Regions from separate parts of the Drosophila melanogaster genome. Here all the other regions are linked to region 3. A link is a contact called in public Hi-C and targeted proximity ligation data. All regions are on one chromosome and are shown on one strand. The core of a region is the stretch at or near the end of the contact, and the rest is flanking DNA. Distances in the headings are between cores, read along the strand shown.

What was found. A called contact is a pair of places that touch in the nucleus more often than the background predicts.
Region 1: a contact with region 3 is called in a targeted proximity ligation map of the Kc167 cell line, with 5 times the contacts expected there. A contact is called at or near these places in 15 of 107 Hi-C or Micro-C datasets (the Clone 8 cell line, the Kc167 cell line, the ML-DmBG3-c2 cell line and 4 more) and 1 of 7 datasets of targeted methods (the Kc167 cell line).
Region 2: a contact with region 3 is called in a Hi-C map of the Kc167 cell line, with 2.0 times the contacts expected there. A contact is called at or near these places in 2 of 107 Hi-C or Micro-C datasets (the Kc167 cell line and embryo).

What each region holds. Positions count from the first base shown.
Region 1 is chr3R:4,747,440-4,751,245 of dm6, forward strand. tacc (transforming acidic coiled-coil protein) reads right to left here and starts at 1,617. Exons shown (of 10, transcript NM_169016.3): 1 at 1,352-1,617. The coding sequence starts at 1,444. It overlaps atms (antimeros), which reads left to right and starts at 2,596. Exons shown (of 6, transcript NM_001275334.1): 1 at 2,596-2,615; 2 at 3,355-3,447; 3 at 3,510-3,637. It overlaps mir-9384 (mir-9384 stem loop), which reads right to left and starts at 1,284; the gene lies at 1,225-1,284. It overlaps CG44098, which reads right to left. Exons shown (of 5, transcript NM_169018.2): 5 at 2,970-3,806.
Region 2 is chr3R:4,717,410-4,721,305 of dm6, forward strand. lncRNA:CR44923 (long non-coding RNA:CR44923) reads right to left here and starts at 1,990. Exons shown (of 1, transcript NR_125068.1): 1 at 1,180-1,990. Nep2 (Neprilysin 2) reads right to left here. Exons shown (of 9, transcript NM_001275331.1): 6 at 3,572-3,896; 7 at 3,056-3,306; 8 at 2,815-3,001; 9 at 2,049-2,695. The coding sequence ends at 2,544.
Region 3 is chr3R:4,904,698-4,908,796 of dm6, forward strand. It overlaps Gnf1 (Germ line transcription factor 1), which reads left to right and starts at 1,925. Exons shown (of 4, transcript NM_079505.3): 1 at 1,925-2,025; 2 at 2,092-3,422; 3 at 3,551-4,099. The coding sequence starts at 2,017.

The DNA.
Region 1 (3,806 bases), core at 367-2,866, 160 kb before region 3:
ATTTTGCACATTTTCCATAGGATTTTTGGAGAACAGTCTTATTTGCAAAATGCTTTCTCTTAAAGATATACCAGTAGAGGCAAGTAGAGTGCTCTAAAATAATAAATATGTTGATTTGGCTCATCACATTGTTTCAAGTGTAGAGGCCTGGTGGGTCCCAGATGACATGCAATCCCACAGCCATTGTTGCGCATCATGGCGCACTATCTGCAAGCTCCACATTGCCCAACGGCTGACTTTGCATGTTTGGCGAGAAAATGTAAGCAATGAAACGGAATCCCACACGATGGGCCTTGACGAGGGGGGAATAGTTAGATGTTGGCTCTAGCGTTATCCAAGCAGCGCGCGACAGGTGACAAGATATCACACGGTTCCCGGCTCAGGGTGAATTTAAAACCAATGTAGTTTGTTGAAGCATATAAGCCTTGAGTGGAATCCAAATAGTGGCCACAAATGAGTATACTGATTTCAGAAAACACAATAAATACAATAGAATAGAATACAAGTGGAATTTGAACCTTAAGCTGCAATTCGAATATCCAATAGAACTCAGGAAAATAAAAGAAAACAAATATTGAGGAAGAGCCAACTATAAACTGATCTAAAAATAGGCAAATGTGGAAAGGGGTGGAAACCATCTGTAGATCCTTTATAATGAGCATTTTTGTTGGCAAAAGGGAAGATGGAGTTAAATGACATTTAGTCAAACTTAAATCCTCAGATGGGCGTTTTTTGGACTGTAAACCGCATTAGGCACTGACATTTTGCAGCCGTTAGCCGCCAACTGATTTATTGGCATAATAGCGATACACACTAGCATTTTTAAATGGAAAGTGCACCATCTGGAGAGTGGAAATTTCAAGAGACAAATATATAGAAGGAAGAATAAGTAACTTTTGATTTTCCCTTGGCATACCCGATTCCCTCGTCCGTCGTCCGCCTTTATGGTAATTTTCCCGGACAAGGCCCTCGGTTTCCGTGTCTTGCCCGGCTTATTGCCCATTCTCCTATGGCTATGGCAGATCGGGGAAACTGGTCACCTGGGATGGACAATGTCCGGCGGACACCGATCAACTAGAGAACTCTCGTTCGCGACAGCTGCCTCAGAGCTAATAGGAACAGCGAATAATGGAAATTTATATGTACATATGTATTTACGATGAACAATTGCGAATAAAGAAAATAGCAGAACAGCCTGCGACGCAGCATACCCACACATATGTACAAAGTACATAACCGAACACACACATATGTACCTGTAGACGTGTGAGTTGAATTATGCCTCTGCCGAAAGTGGCTGCATTGGTACATCGCGGACGGAGCACGCCTCCAAGTCCAGCTATTAACTTACCTTAATGCCGCCATCGTTTTTGTTGATCTCCCGCAGAACGCCGCGACCACCAAATCCCATTCCTAGGCCATTTTCTGCGTCGTCGAATTCCATGGCATATGTGTATCCCGGCAGGCAGCGCTCTTCTACAGGCCGATGACACAGTTAAGCTATACGTTTTCGGATAAAACTCTTATTTATCGCAATATGAAATTGGTGACGCGAATTTCCAACGTTGCTTTGGCGAAAATGCCGCTACAATTTGAAGAAGCATAAGTGACAGTGTGGCCAAATTGCCAGCAGGGAAAAAATACCAGAGGGCAAATGTTACCTAGCATGTTATTAATAACATTATTTAATTGCACTTACACAATATTTCGATCTATGAATGGTTAAATAAAATCCAAGTTTTTCTTTATTTTTTTTTTCAACGAATTTTCAAGTAAATGAAAGTCGGTCAAAATAAAGAATTGGAATTAAAAAGGGAACAGTAGCTTTGGTATTATTACCATAATCACTTTTGTCACCGAGAATATAATGTTTGCTACCTACTTATGTAGATATACACAGTATTATAATACTGCATTTTATATTTCTAGCACACGATACTTGAAGAGTACAAGTCAAAAGTTTAAAGTATAACACAGGTAGATCGCATATAAAAGTTTTCAAGTACATTATTGTGCCAAAAAAAATTTTACATTTGACACAGTTAATACGCTTTTTTAAACAAACATTTGACACGCTGCAGTAAAATATTGATATTGGATATGTTGTATTGAAGTAGTGACGACTGCTCAATTTTTTTATGTAGTGAAATGTAAAATCATCTTTTATCACAATAAAGTTAAGATGTGTTGTTGTTTGATATTATTTTTATAAAGAATAACTTATAGGAATATATTTCGGAAAGTGACCTTATATAACAACGATTTATATGCATCGTATTGTACATATTTTCGGAGTCTGCCGTATTATTAGCGCAGAAAGTCCAAATATTTAATATTAAAGTATAAAACTAGGCACTTCATTCTCTTAAATCCATAAACGAGAGCACTTCTACTCGACGATTATGTTTCTCTTTATTAGGGCTGGCAACACCGTCACCCTATTTTGTTGCCTTCTGAGAATTGTAATGCAACCGCGTAACTCAACGACTCAACCGTTCGGGATTCCGAAAAGTTATATATTTGGAAATTTAACTAATAGTGAACAAGTATTTATTTATTCTTAACCAGGATCGGTCCGTCCATGTCCGTATGAACTTCGAGATCTCAGGAACTATGTATGTACATTAGTACGCATGTATAAGAGCTAGAAAGTTGAGATTGGCCATGAAGGTTCCAAACTTCGGTCCTATCGATTTGCCAGAACACTTCTTGCCACGCCCACAAACTGCCAAAGATTGCTATGCCCACACTTTTAGGAAATGTTTTTGATTTTCTTATTGGTTTTGTAAATTTGTACCGATTTACCAACAAAAGCAACGCCCCTTCTGACGCCCACAAACCGCCCACACTTCTACAAATTTAAAACTTCTTTTTGTTTTAATATATATTTTTTTTCAATTTCTATCGATATAACAGATATCCCTCGTTAATTAAACAAAAAACAAACAACGATAAAAAATAAATCAATTCGTTTTTATGATGATGCTTTATTAGAAAAATATTGCTCTTTTGCCATGTATAACACTTCCTTTTATGTAGTAACCAATATATGATAACATTCAACAAGTTGCTAAGCGTATTCACTAGGTGATGCAACTTTAAAAATATTATGTATTGTAATTTATGCCTTGTGTATTTATGTAGAGCCTGAAAACTACTAATTGTTTTATTTTAAATTAGCTTGGTAATTGATAATTACAATACGTAACGAATGTAAATTATTCAATGTGTAGGTTAATATTATTGTTGTTCTAATCAATTAGTATTATTAGATTAAGGTAATTAATAAAAGTTGTCCATAATATATAATTATTGTGTAACTACTCGTATGTCTTTTCATGAAATTCTCTCCAGGTGTTTACAACACAATCACTTAATGTGGAACCACAGGCCTTTAGAAGGATCACCATTTAAAGATGGTTTGTCTGTGCAGTGAGGTTCGATTCGGTACGTTTTTGATTTGGTTCAATAGTGACTGCTTAATACTGGGCTTTCTCCTTTTTCTCAAGGTGTGCTCCACATCTGACTTACTTTCTTATGAGACTACTAATTATGGCTGCGCTGAAGCTTATCCCAGACTTGAATGATTTAAGGTCTTCTGAGGATAGCCTAAATAAACTAATCCCTAAAATTAAAGGTAATGGAAAATATATGTATGGGTTTGGGTTTTGTCGGCGAGCTTATTTATCCATTTAAAATAATTTGCTCGAGGATTCTATTCCACAGCTTTAGCTTAAGTGTTGCCTAAGGTAATTTTGTTTTCAAGTGCGCGAGACTTTCTCACTTGAGCACTCCGATTTAGGTTG
Region 2 (3,896 bases), core at 740-3,239, 190 kb before region 3:
ATAAATCATTGAACTATTACAGAAATCAAATAATCCTGGAAGACTCAAGCCAGCTTTTGACACCAAAAACCGACCCATTATCCAATTTCAAAATAAAGACTCTCTTTTCGGACTGATTAAATAAGTTGTAAATCCCCACAGTAGCAAGCATCCAGCATGCCTTAGTGACGGAATTCCCAGCAACCAAATTTTGACATTGCAAAAACTTCGTCAAACTCGCCAACGAAGAAGTTTTAAACTGCAAGACACGCACTAAAGCTAAGTACAACAGGCACCCCAAGAACAGGAATTGGGTGTGACAATAATCCCCTCATATGCGGGCGAAATGCTGCATACTCCGCGGATAAGAAATGATTTTTAATCAGTGATCAGTGGTGGCGACAAGCCCTTATGGTAGATCACTATGAAAGCTCCCCAAAGGCGAGCTTTTGGAAGCTTGCGCTCAGATGTGATATTCTAATTAAGGGTCATATTAAATGCATAGGGAATGTACTAGACGATATGCAACCCGGAAAGTTTTGGGATAACTTGGTTAGAGTGACTTTAAGCTGATCCAGATTACCGCCGATGGCTTAGACCCCGGCTTAAGTTTCCGTTTATTTCTTTTCTAATACAATAGTCGTGGAGTCAAGTCATGAAAAGTTCGTTTTGTTGTAAAATTATAACCTAAGGGCGTGTACTTTTTTTTTGTATTGCGGAAATATACTATTAGAGTGAGTTTTCCTCGCCACAAAACGGTGCGCGGTCTAAGTTTTTGCCAAAAAAAATCGAGTAAGGTTAAGCGCGCAGGAAAAAATAGCGATGATGAAGTCAACATATAAAAATCGAAAATATATATAAAATGCTTGATGAACTCTGTTTGACCTAACCCTACATCGGAAAAATTAAAAATGACCGAATTGCCATTCTGCACTACGAGAAATAAGGTTATATTTTTAATTTATATATTATAAGGTCTTACAATAAGTTATATTAATGTGTACCGGAGGAGGAGGCTGTTTTACTTTTTTAAATTTTATTCAAATTAAATTTAATTTAGTATTTAATATTTTTTTATTTTTACATTTATATAAGCTATTTATTTAGCTTGTATTTATTCTGTACCTATTTAATTTATTATGTACTTATTATTAGTTATAAATAATTATGAGTCATTACTTATTAATTATTAGTCACCACCATGAATGAAAAAAAAAATGAATTTCTAAAAATATAAATACTAAACTGGGCTGATGTTTCTCAGGACATAGGGCACAAAGGGGCCACTAGAGCCATGCTCTTAAGGTAAGCGGTCATAGGTAGGGTAGGGCAATCCGTGAACACGACTACAGCGGTGTTTCGCTAGCAACCAATTCTCAAGCTTTTCCTCTTCTTCTAGAACTGTCTCCTTTCGAATATATTAATTTGCGTCCTCTGATTTTGTATACTAGTTCCTCCATTTTGTTGTTGTAAGCACACTCAATTCTTGATCTTATTCATAAATGTCTGTAGCTAAAAGGTATTTGTACAATAACGACCACCACACCCAACGCCATGAGCTAGAGTCGAATTCTAAAGCGTGTACCCGCAAATACAGGTTGCCTTTCATCAATTTATTTCGTAACACGTTACAAAGTGAAAGCGGCTGGAACTACCGACATCTGGTTAACGGGGCTGCGTGGGAGGAGGAGACGAGATGCACGAGAGATACGACAAGTCGGTTGACAAGTTCCAGATGACCGAGGACGGTCATACTTCTAAGGGGGGAGTAGTTAAGACAATTAATGAGTAAACTTAAGTCGGTCTTGGGTGATAATTAGATCACCATAGAATCTTTACAAGCAGATTCAGCATAAACACCGTTATATGGTAAGATATGCTGTTAGCTTTAGTACAGTCAGATAAGTTTTTCAGTTTAGCTTTGACCACTGATTCAATAAAGAGCACAAGCTCATAAATCGAAAGTCCGGCGACTGCGTGGGACCTCCGAGTGATTACATAATTTACAGCCCAAAGGTGTGTTCCGCTGCAGAAAACTTAATAAAACAATATTATCAAACATTATCATTGTGTGCATTCCGCTGGAATGAAAAAGTGGCTAAAACACTGTTTAATATTTATTTTCAAATTGGAAATACAAAATATTTTGAAATATATATTCAATTATTATTTATCAAGCAAAAACTTACCACCAATTCTACACAAATGCTTGGAATTCGAAAGATGGCCTTAAAAATAAAATGTAAAATGTAAAACTTTATGTCGATATTGTCGCAACGCTAGCGAAATACTTTCCACAATTGCTGATACCTTTATGACCAATGGAATGTTAATGACACCTAACTATTTTAATTGTGAAATACTCTAGACAAATCCAATTGATGACAAATATTACAAAAAGCGGTAAATATTGTCGAAATCCTTACATATAGACACATTTTTATTAAATACGATTTTTGCATAATGGGCACTTATATACATATATTGTATGCGTATTCCCACTTGAGATTAACAAATCGTGTCACGGCGGACACAATACCCTGTAGTCACTGCCGGAGCAGTTCCTACCAAACCTCGCACTTTTGGACCGGATTCATGGGTGATCCCTCTGGACAATGGAAGTCCTTGGCGAAGTCCTTCATGTTGCTGAGCGACCCGAGGACTCGGAACTCGGATGGAGAATGCACGCCGGTAGTAATACGCATCTTGAGAGATTCTGAAAGAATAAATTCAGATTAGATTATCATGGAGCCGATCAAAATAATCCCGCAAGATAGTTGGTTTCCTGCGTTAAATTCCCTGAGTAGGTAATACGATTGCTTTGCATGTTCTTACCTTTTCGGTACTTAGCACACCAAGTCTGTCCGGCTGCCACCCAGAACATCTGCTCCGGGGTGTAGTCCAATCCCGGAAGCTTTGCTTCCGGTCCGTGCTTCTCAGCCCATCTGCGGTAGGCGATGTATGACTCCTTGACGCCACCATTGTCGGCGATATTCTCCCCCTGGGTGTTGATGCCATTCAACTGCGGGAAAAAAAAACACTGAGACCTTGTTCGCTGTACGGAGCAGTCACTTACGTTCAATCCCGTGGCCCTTTCGGTGTAGTTGCCGTACTGCTCAATGATGCACTTCGCCTTGGCCAGATAGGCCTTCTGGGTGTCCGGGTGCCACCAGTCCCGCAGGTTGCCCTTCACGTCGAACTGGCGACCCTGGTCGTCGAAACCATGGGTGATCTCGTGACCAATCACGTAGCCAATGGCGCCAAAGTTCATGTACTTCGGACGTTGGGCGTTGAAGAAGTGCCCCTGCAGGATGCCGGCCGGGAATTCTATAAAAGGAAAAAATTAGTAGTGGGGAATTTGCTGGTCGCGTTATTAGTTTTCAAAACTACAGAAACTTATTTGAAAAAGCTTTGCCTCATCGAAACTGGAGGTACACAAATCAAATATTTAAGTTTTATGAGACTTTAAAGTGTTTCAGCTTTAAAGCTATTTTATTTTTATTCAAAAACAGCTTGCTGTGGCGAATAAGAAGGTAGTAAGGCTAATTTTATCAGAATTCCTTCACCGAATTTATTTTTGAGTAGGACTTACGAATACTGTTCTCTAAGGACGAGTAGAACGCGTTCACGATCGCCGGACGAGCGTGGCGAACCCAGTCCGTCTTGTTGACCGGCAAACGAAGCTTGTTGAACGAGTAATCCGTGCCAAATATGTTCATGCCCAGGAACGACTCGAAGTACTTGTCGGGATCGATGTCGAGCTTGGCGTAGTAGGCGGCCAGCTTCTCGTTGTCGAGCATCTCGTCCGGATAGCCGATGTGGGTGGCCATGCTGTGCAGCTTTAGCTTGGCCTCCTTCTTCGTCTTGGCGTCCATCCAGTTGACCTCGTCCAGGATGTCGTTGAACACGTTGCGGAT
Region 3 (4,099 bases), core at 675-3,174:
GGTCGAAAACGCGTCCTTCTGCCTATAACTATAAACTTTTTTAACTATCATTTGAATAAGGCGTAGTTGCAACTCAAATCAAAACGTGTCAGAATCGCTATTATATATAAACACCGACACTAGACCCTCGACAGGTGAGTGTCCTGTTGGCAGTTACCTAAAGTATATCTGCAGGTGTAAAATATAATGCTTAGTTTATACCATTTAACTTTTAGCCAAAATGACCCAAGTTCCCATTGGCCTCGGCCCAAATATGCTTTAATAGACTAATCGCGAACTGGCTGGCATTTCCTGCTCCGGATCTTAGTCTACTCGCATAGTGATGGCGTTCGAAACGCCCAAGCCCATCATCTTGGCTTATAAGCCAGGATAATACGAATGTTAACAGCAGCAGCAGCGGCTTCTCTGCCCAAAATACATATGTACATAATGCATTAAGCATTAGCCACTTGTAATACTAATAATATCAAATGCTCATTCTAGACTACTTCGTAAGCACCGGCTCAATTATACAAATATAGAACATATTCATACTGTAATAAAAAATAAATCAAAAACCTTTTATTGCAGTCTTCCAATTAAACGCATTTTGAGAAAAAAAAAAAACAGAGAATACTATAGTCGAGTTCCCCGACTTTCAGATACCCGTAACTCAGCTAGAGTGAATGCGGACGCGCAAATTTCATAATTGATTGAAATAATTCAAATTGGCAAGGCAAATAATAAAACGAAGAAAAATCTTAAGTTTTCAAAAGTGGGCGTGGCAGTTTTGTGCGGCTTTGGATACAAATTTAGATCGATAGAACTTTACATGACTTATGAAATTATGAAAAAATATCAAATTCTTCAAAAATTTAGTTTATAGTATATATAGTATAAATGTGGTATACCCTTTTACTCCTCGAGTAATGGGTATAAGTCAATAATGTTGAAAATACGATTATAAGAGTAGCCAGTTGAAAGGTAACTTAATTTTAGGTATATAATGGTATTCGAAGCGTGACAGAAATATGAATAATTATTTTATATCTCAACGCTTCCTTCTATTCCTGAAGTCGCCTTTATTTTCGCCACCCTATTGTGTCAGGTCTGTGTACAATTGTACATTGAACAACAAACTATTTAAAAGAGAATATATGTTGAAGCTAAATAATAAAATAAAAATAACTAAATAAAATAGTAATTAAGTATTCGGCAAAAAATTGAGCTCAGCATTTGAAAATTTTACAGCCCCTCTGATTTCTATCAAAGACAAAAACCTTATATCAGGAGGGTGCCTTCGCTAAAAACAAATATACATATATGTGAAGGATGTCTCCGCTAAAGATGTATTCGCTAAATACATCGAAAATCGCATGCGATATGATCTGTAGATCTGCACTTGAAGTAAAAAATTGGTGAAATTAACATTCATGTAAATAAAATTATAACACGGTTCACGAAATCAAAGTCATCAAAGACAAAGAAATATATAAACAATAGATTTATCAGTTTTAAGATTTGCAACGTGCAGCCCGTTGCCGTCCGAACTTTTTTGTTGGAATATCGATTACAACTGGATTAGATAACCAACTGAATGTAAAGTGGAAAATACTTTTCAATTCCTCGCTACAGTGACAGAGAATGACAAAATTGATTTATTGGTTATTTATCATATTTAATAACACAACAAGTGTTATGTTCATTTAATTTCTTTCCAGTTTTTGTGCCTCTTTCATAAAATTGACTTTTTTCTTTTCTGTACGTGCTTAAAACAATAAATTCTATTTCCTTTTCATTCGCAATTCACCGTTGCGAATTTTTTTTTGCTGCCCAGACGACTTTATACCTTTTGTATCTTGACACACATTTAGTGAGCTATCGATAACGTTCAGTGCTTTTGATTCTTTAAAATACTTATACTAGTTTTTTTCAATCGTCACCGACGCGGTTACACTGGGGATTTCGTGTCTGGTAACACTGTTCCGTATTCTGAAGCTCGCAGCATTAATTTTATAATAATTAATTCCTGCCGTAATGCAACGCGTAAGTTGTGTAGAGACAGTCAGGCACTAGGTGAAAACATCAATTTAACAAAATCATTTGTTCCAGGGCATTGACTCCTTTTTCAAACGGCTGCCGGCCAAGGCGAAAAGTGCCGAGGCCGAAAATGGAGAGACGCCGTCGAAGGCGCCAAAACGCAGGAAAGCCGTGATAATTTCCAGCGACGAGGACGAGGTGGTCAGTCCGCCGGAGACCAAGAAACGCAAGGCTTCGAAGACAGCATCCAGCGAGGATGATGTGGTGGCCGCCACACCGGAACCGATTGCGAAGAAGGCCAGGAACGGGCAGAAACCAGCGCTCTCCAAGCTTAAGCGGCACGTAGATCCTACGGAGCTTTTCGGTGGAGAAACCAAACGGGTGATTGTGCCCAAGCCGAAGACCAAAGCTGTTCTCGAGTTCGAGAACGAAGACATTGACCGGAGTTTAATGGAAGTTGATCTGGACGAGAGTATCAAAGAGGCTGCCCCCGAAAAAAAGGTTCACTCGATAACCAGGAGCTCTCCCTCGCCTAAAAGAGCAAAGAACAGCAGCCCGGAACCGCCAAAACCCAAGTCAACAAAATCCAAAGCCACCACTCCGCGTGTGAAGAAGGAGAAACCTGCGGCAGATCTAGAATCCAGTGTCCTAACAGACGAGGAACGCCACGAGCGTAAACGTGCTTCCGCCGTGCTCTACCAGAAGTACAAAAACCGCAGTTCGTGCCTGAACCCCGGCAGCAAAGAAATTCCAAAGGGATCCCCGGATTGTCTGAGTGGCTTAACCTTTGTCGTAACCGGAGTCCTCGAGTCCATGGAACGAGAGGAGGCGGAGTCCGTGATCAAGGAGTATGGCGGAAAGGTGATGACCGTGGTTGGAAAGAAACTCAAGTATCTGGTCGTAGGAGAAGAGGCTGGACCAAAGAAATTAGCTGTGGCTGAGGAACTCAATATACCCATTCTCAGCGAGGACGGGCTCTTCGATCTAATCAGGGAGAAATCAGGAATCGCTAAGCAGGTAAAGGAAGAGAAGAAAAGCCCGAAGAAGGAGCACAGCTCCGAGGAGAAAGGGAAAAAGGAAGTCAAGACTTCTAGAAGGTCCAGTGATAAAAAGGAGAAGGAAGCCACTAAACTGAAATATGGCGAGAAGCATGATATCGCCAAACATAAAGTCAAGGAAGAACACACTTCCCCGAAGGAGACGAAGGATAAGCTTAATGATGTACCAGCTGTTACCTTGAAAGTAAAAAAAGAGCCCAGCTCCCAGAAAGAACACCCTCCGTCGCCAAGAACTGCCGATCTGAAGACTCTGGATGTGGTCGGGATGGCCTGGGTGGACAAGCACAAGCCTACGAGCATAAAAGAAATCGTTGGCCAGGCAGGAGCCGCCAGCAACGTGACCAAGTGAGTAACCTAAATGTATAAATGGTAGCTTCCACTTTCAAAGTTATATATTTATTATACAGTCACAATTTGAAACTGAAAGCCAAACAGGAGAGGGTTAAAGTTTTACATTATTTTAATTTTCCTAGGCTGATGAACTGGTTGTCCAAGTGGTATGTTAACCATGATGGAAACAAGAAGCCCCAACGGCCCAATCCTTGGGCCAAGAACGACGACGGCAGCTTCTACAAGGCGGCCCTACTTTCGGGACCCCCTGGAATAGGAAAGACCACGACGGCGACTCTGGTAGTGAAGGAGCTTGGCTTCGATGCGGTGGAGTTCAACGCCTCCGACACACGCAGCAAACGCTTGCTCAAGGATGAAGTGTCCACGCTGCTGAGCAACAAATCCCTCTCCGGTTACTTTACAGGGCAAGGCCAAGCGGTCTCCCGCAAGCATGTGCTCATAATGGACGAAGTTGATGGCATGGCCGGTAACGAGGACCGTGGTGGAATGCAGGAGCTGATTGCCTTGATCAAGGATAGCTCTATTCCAATTATTTGCATGTGTAATGATCGCAACCATCCAAAAATTCGATCCCTGGTTAACTATTGCTACGATCTGCGATTTCAGAGGCCTCGCCTCGAGCAAATCAAAGGGAAAATAATGAGCATCTGCTTTAAGGAAAAAGTAAAGAT